Linked DNA regions of Sus scrofa: region 2 is linked to region 1. A link is a contact called in public HiChIP or PLAC-seq data. All regions are on one chromosome and are shown on one strand. The core of a region is the stretch at or near the end of the contact, and the rest is flanking DNA. Distances in the headings are between cores, read along the strand shown. Region 1 overlaps CUBN (cubilin). Region 2 overlaps TRDMT1 (tRNA aspartic acid methyltransferase 1).

Evidence for each region. HiChIP or PLAC-seq counts read pairs in DNA pulled down with a chosen protein or histone mark.
Region 2: an H3K27ac HiChIP or PLAC-seq map of alveolar macrophages shows a contact between it and region 1. The contact joins two enhancer-like sites. A contact is called at or near these places in 4 of 47 Hi-C or Micro-C datasets (embryonic fibroblasts, epiblast stem cells, omental adipose tissue and 1 more) and 1 of 2 datasets of contacts at active chromatin or transcription factors (alveolar macrophages).

The regions. Positions count from the first base shown.
Region 1 is chr10:43,133,825-43,136,993 of Sscrofa11.1, forward strand. The region is part of intron 60 of CUBN (cubilin); the gene reads right to left. Among named protein-coding and RNA genes, the nearest start is that of EPC1, 190 kb to the left of the region's middle. Within about 2 kb of position 1,742, at least 7 of the 83 cell types and tissues checked have an H3K27ac peak or open chromatin away from gene starts, as enhancers often do. A contact at or near this core is called in alveolar macrophages, where this site is marked.
Region 2 is chr10:43,458,496-43,461,664 of Sscrofa11.1, forward strand. It overlaps TRDMT1 (tRNA aspartic acid methyltransferase 1), which reads right to left. Exons shown (of 11, transcript NM_001162885.1): 2 at 2,972-3,081. Among named protein-coding and RNA genes, the nearest start is that of TRDMT1, 31 kb to the right of the region's middle. Within about 2 kb of position 1,681, at least 1 of the 83 cell types and tissues checked has an H3K27ac peak or open chromatin away from gene starts, as enhancers often do. A contact at or near this core is called in alveolar macrophages, where this site is marked.

The DNA of each region.
Region 1 (3,169 bases), core at 492-2,991:
GGCAGCAAAGGGCAGTGCAGCATTGGAGGTCTGTATTCAGGAAAACCATGCTGCTGGGCTTTATTTCTATGACTGTATCAGCTCCCAAAACAAAATGCTATTTAAAAAAATTCAAGCTATATATTTTATCGCCCTTTGTTTATTAATTGTTGCTACTAAGTTTATAAGGGCAGAATGACAAATGCATTGGGCACAGCGAGTGCCATTGCACAGACTTATTCTATAAGGCTGGTACTGCTGCTACTGAGGTCCTAAGACAGAGACACCCTGGCTTCTGGGAATTCCGGATCAAGAACCTGCAGATGCTGGTGGGCACTGGCATAGACTGAGTGGTGCCTGCATGATTCCTAACCCTGCAGTCTCTCTCAGCAGTGCCGGAGCATGGACTGAGTGCATTCTTCCATTCACTTGATGTTAGGTTCCACCCTACGACTCGCTCTACGCAATGGAATGGCTGTGGTCATGAGGTGGGAAGAGGCCTTAAATGTGCTTGTGTTTTGGGCTTGGACTTTCATGCTCCCTCGATCCACCAAGAGCTCACGCCCTGGGTACCTGCGTGGAGAGCTGACCTGACCGCAGTCTGTACGGTGGAGCCAGGCACAGTCAGCCTGCCTCCTGGAACAGGCAGGCAAACCAGCCTGCTGACCCGTAAGTGATAAAATAATGCTTCAGTGGTATGAGCCACTGAATTTTGGATGGTTCGTTATGCAGCATCAGTGTGGCAATAGCGGACAAGTACAAAAATAGCTACTCTGAGTTATCAAACTGTAATAGAGCACATTGCTTAATTCATAAAATCTACACACAGAATAAAGAAAATGGAGAACTAAACTTATCATCAGATAATCCTGGCCAAAATAGTCAAGTAATTGAAGTAAATACAATATTATATGAGGGAATTATACAATTCATATTCTTTATGAATAATATTATGTGAGTAAATATAATATTATATGAATAAACAGTGAAGTAATTGAAGTAAATATAACATTGAGTGAATCATACAATTCATATTTTATATGAATATTATATGAGTAAATATAATATTGTATGAATAAATATCAAGTAATTGAAATAAATGTGGCATTGTGGAGTAAATTGTACAATTAATATTCTGTGAATATTTTATGAGTAAATATAGCATTGTATGAAGAAATAGGCAAGTACTGAAGTAATAGAACATTACGGCGGGAATTAGACAATTCATGTTCTATGTCAGTATCATATGAGTAAATACAATGTTGTGTGAATAAATAGTCAAGTAACTGAAGCAAATATAACATTATGAGTGGATAATACAATTCACATTCTATATGGATATTATATGATAAACATCTTTCGGTGTCTGTGTGGCACGGAAAATGGTTATAATTGCTCTGATTCACCCACTTGGAAATGGAAACATGGCACAACTGCTCTGTGCTCCTGCTCCTCCCACAGCGTGTGTCTTTGGGGGAATATAAAGATGAATATTCATCAAAGAAGAGTTCTTTGCCAACAAATGCTCTTGCCACATCACAATTTCTATATTTCAACAATGGCAGGATATACGGGAAGAACAAGGGAGGACTCAGACGATGAAATGGTTTCCTATACTTGTTTACTATATGGTATTTTAAAATTCCTGTTTTTGAGCGAGTGTATGACCTTAGCATTGACGTGTTCTTTAGCACCACCAGTCTATCATCTTCCTCGTTATCCCACATTGTTCTACCATCCAGTGAACTCCCATCCATCAGCCGGCTGTGTCAGAAGCGCTCCGTATCCACCAGCCTGCTGTGTCAGAAGCGCTCTGTGCAACACTCCCCGTGCCAGACAGAGAGCAAATATCACTCTAACCCTCACACCGAATCAGAAACACTTCCTACGAAAGAGGGATGGCTTTAGAGAAAGCAAATGGTTGGTGAAAGACATATTGGAAATATATACCCGTAGCATATATTTGGGTCCAGATCGACCTAATTAAAAATCAGTAATTGAATCCTAAAGGATTTCTCTCCAATGATTAACCTTCCAAGTGAAGTTCAAGCTGGAATGAATCTGACCATAAGAATTAGCTGTATTATCTAAGAGAAAACATCTTGAAGGCTTCAGTGCAGTCAGATACATTTCCAAATAATTATCTTGGGAACTGACATTTCCGCTGCTGACATTACAGGGGGCTGACATTTTATGCAGGTCTTCTGGATAGGATCTCTAACCATCTCTGGACAACCACTACTTGGACAGATGGTGGGTGGCTAGCTGTACTTTCAGATAAGGATCCGCCTGACTTCAAGCATTTTCCTGTTCTCCAGGGAACCCATTAAGGCTTCAGGCTGTAGTTGAAGGAAGCTCGATGAAGCACAGGAAACAGAACACACACGCATTGAAAGCTGGTGCCTTAGGGACACGGAAGCTCCATAAGGCTTTAGTTGCCTGCATCTTGCTGTAAAGTTCAAAGCTGCAGTTTGCAACTGCCCTAAAGAAGTGAATTCCTTTAAAAAGTTCAACTAAATTTCACATGAACATATTCTTTTTTTTTGCTAAAAAAGTAAATTGCCTTTATTATTCTACAAAAACTTAAACATTCACCACTTTTAAAGTATTTATGTTGCGCAAGAGAAAAGAAACTTAATGGCGCTTGTAATCTGAGTGATGTTTTGTTTGTTTTTAATAATTTCACTCAATGTGACTCATTTTGGATATCCTAATTTGAGACTCAGCTTAATTTAACTCAGAATATGTAGTTATTCTGGTCATATTTGGGAAGCATAAAACTAAAATACTAAACGAAAGGTAATTTACTGAAAGAAAAGTAGTATCAGCAGCTAATCAGTAGTGACAGTCACAAATTAAAGAGCAATGTGACATATAAACAACTTAGGATAAAGAGAATTCTCAGTAACTTTTAATTTATTTTGCATTATTTTGGTATTACTGAAAGCACTTTATGTATGCATCAGTAGTCCCAGGGCATTTCATGAAAATGGGCTGCAATGGGGCATATGGAGGTTCCCAGGCTAGGGGTCCCATTGGAGCTGAAGCCCCGGCCAACACTATAGCCACAGCAATGCCAGATCTGAGCTGAGTCTGTGACCTACACCACAGCTCACAGCAATGCCAGATCCTTAACCCACTGATCAAGGCCAGGGATCGAACCCACTTCCTCATGGATGCTAGTCGTGTT
Region 2 (3,169 bases), core at 431-2,930, 320 kb after region 1:
GCTATATTCACATCAAGAAAAGTAAGCTTCAGAACAAGAAATAATTCTTAGGGATAAAAATGGATATTTCATAATGATAAAGGGGTTAATCAATCAAGACAATAATCATAAAGTAATACACTTAGTAGCAGAGCTCCTGGATCAAATGAAGCAAAAGGAGAAGAAACAGATACATTTACAACGGTGCTTGGATATTACAACACCCTTCTCTCAGCAACTGATCAAAAAACTCAGTAAGGATACCGAAAAAGTGCCAATACTATCAAACAACTGGACCTAATTGATATTTAAAGAACATCCCACTCAATAAGAACAGAATGTACATTCTTCCAAAAGCACCCAGAGCATTCACTAGACAGACTGAATTCTGGGCCATCACACAAATCTCAACCAATTTAAAATAATTGAAATCATACACAGTATGGCCCCAATAAAACAAAAATGAGAAATCGATAATAGAGAAGAATCTTAAAAATTACTAAATATTGGAAATTTTAAAACCATATGTATAACACATGGACAAAGAAGAAATCAGAAGAGAAGTTAGAAAACATTTTGAACTGAACGAAAATGAATGTACAACACATGAAAATTTGCAGCATGTAGCCAAAACTTAAAACTCTTTTTTCTCAGTCAGTATAATTGTATATGTTAAAAAATCCTAAAAATAAATATTAAACTACCAGAACTATTAAGTCAATATAGCAAAGTCTCAGCATACTAGGTCAATAAGTAAAAATAAGTGTATTTCTATATGCCGGCAACAAATAATTGGAAAATAAATTTTTAAAAGTTATCACTTACAATAAGCAAAACCCACAAATATTTAGGAATAAATTAACAAAAATGTGCAAGATGCATACACTACATATTACAAAATAAACCTGATACAAATTAAAGAATTAATAACTAAATTAGTAATGAGAGATACTATGTTCATGGATTGGAAGACGCTCTTTTATGAGGATATCAGTTCTTCCAAAACCAATCAAAATATATATTTTTTGTAGAAACTGGCAAGCTGATTCAGAAATTTACACATTAATGTAGCAAAAAAAAATCTTGAAAAAGAAAATCAGAACTTTGAGAACTTAAGCTACCTGAATTTAATACATACTATAAACCTACATAATCAAGAGTATGTTATTGCTATAAGGGTAAGTGTATAGGTACTACTGTAGAGAAATATACACATCCATACATACATGATCTATTTTTTCTTATAAAGATAACAAGGAAATTGAGGAAAGAATAGTCTTTTCAGAAAATGGTGTTAGGACAGTTTTATATGCACTTGGGAAAAAAAAATGACCTCTACCTCAGACTACATACAAAAAGTAACTTTAAATGGGTCATAAGCTTAAATATAAAAGCCAAAACCATAACCTTTCTAGAAGAAAACAGGGGGAAATGGGGTAAACAAAGATTTCTTAAGACGCACAAAAAAGTGTCCCATAAAAAAAAAAAAAAAAAAAGGCAAGTAACTTCTACATTTTGTTGAATACAGTTAAAGAAATGAAGACAAGTGACAGAATTGGAGAAAATATTGTTATACATATTTCTGACAAATAACTTGAATCCCAAAAACTTAAACCACTCTTAAAACTAAATAACAGCACAAACATACCAAATAATTTAACATTGTGAAAGAAATTTCATCACAGAAGACATGAAAATGGCCAATGAGCACATGAGAAAACACTCAGCATTATTAGTCATGAGGGAAGTGCAAATCAAGAGCAGCTAAAAAGTAAAAGACTGACAAGAGTAACTGTTGGTAAGGATATGAAACAACTGCAACACTTAAACATTGATTGTAAAATAGTATGAAAGCTATGGACAAGAGTTGGCCCTTTTTTAATAAATAAGTTTACCAAATGATCCAGCAATTCCACTCCTAGGTATTTATCCAGAAGAAATAAAAACAAAAGTCCACACTAAAACTTGTGCATGAATCTGCACAGCAACTTTTAGAACAGTCAAAAATTGAAAACAATCTAAATGTCAAAGATCATGTGAATGGATACACATACTATAGTATGAATATGCCACTGCATATATTATCACTGAATAATAAAAAGCAGACTGCTAATATATACAACAATATGGGTAAATGAAAAAATAATACATTAAATGAAAGAAGATACACTCAAAAAAATTACACTCATGTTTTTATTTACAGTATATTAAAAATGGAAAATTTAATCTGTAATGACAGAAAGCAGACCAGTGGTTGCTTGGGGTTGGTTGAGGTCAGAGACTGACCAAAACAAGGCACTAAGGAATATTCTAGGATGATGTATGTTCTGTGTCTCGGTTGCGTTACACAGTTTTATATATTGATCGAACTCCAACTACAAACTTAAAATGAGTGCAGTTTATTGTATACAGATTATGGCTTCATGAGCAATGTGTGTGTGAATTTTTTCACATGAACTTGGGAGAAAAACACAATTTCTTATTATTTGAAAAATAACAATGCACACCAGTATTAAATACTTCTGCTGAGTTGGTTCATCATAGGAGAAATAGTGTCTTTAATGCTGACAGGCTTGCTATAAAAAGAAGCATTCAACAAGGAATAATCAAAGACCTTTCTTATTCTCTTTTTTTTTTTTTCATGCTTGTATTATATATATTGTACATGGGTACTGCTTAAAAATAAGGAATTGAAGTTTAATATCATTATGGAAATAAGCACTTAGAAGTCAAGCATATTCTTACATTTCAATCCTTTCTCTTAGAGACCAAATTACTGACCGTCTCTCTCTCAAATGTGAAATTTTAGAAAAGAAAAAAAAGCAAAAAAAAACATGCCATCTTCTGATAGAATATAAAATGTTAACTTAATTCCCTTCCCCTAAACTTTTTCATTTATGACTTATCCTCAAATGAAGATCCCAGAATCTAGTATCCTGCAGTATTTTTCTTGCTCTCTATACTTATTAAAACAATAATCATTGTTACTCACTTCAATTGTCTTGGCCAGTAACTGTGTGTGAGGAAAATTATACTTGTATACTTCGTTAGCGACGGTATTTACATCAATGGCAGCCACCACTTGCGCAGGTATACAGCTTTCTGTAATGATAAATGAAGTATCTTAAAACGTCAAGTCCTTAACATCAGTTTGTTCATTACAGAGAAAAGACAAAATAACTGTTTTGTA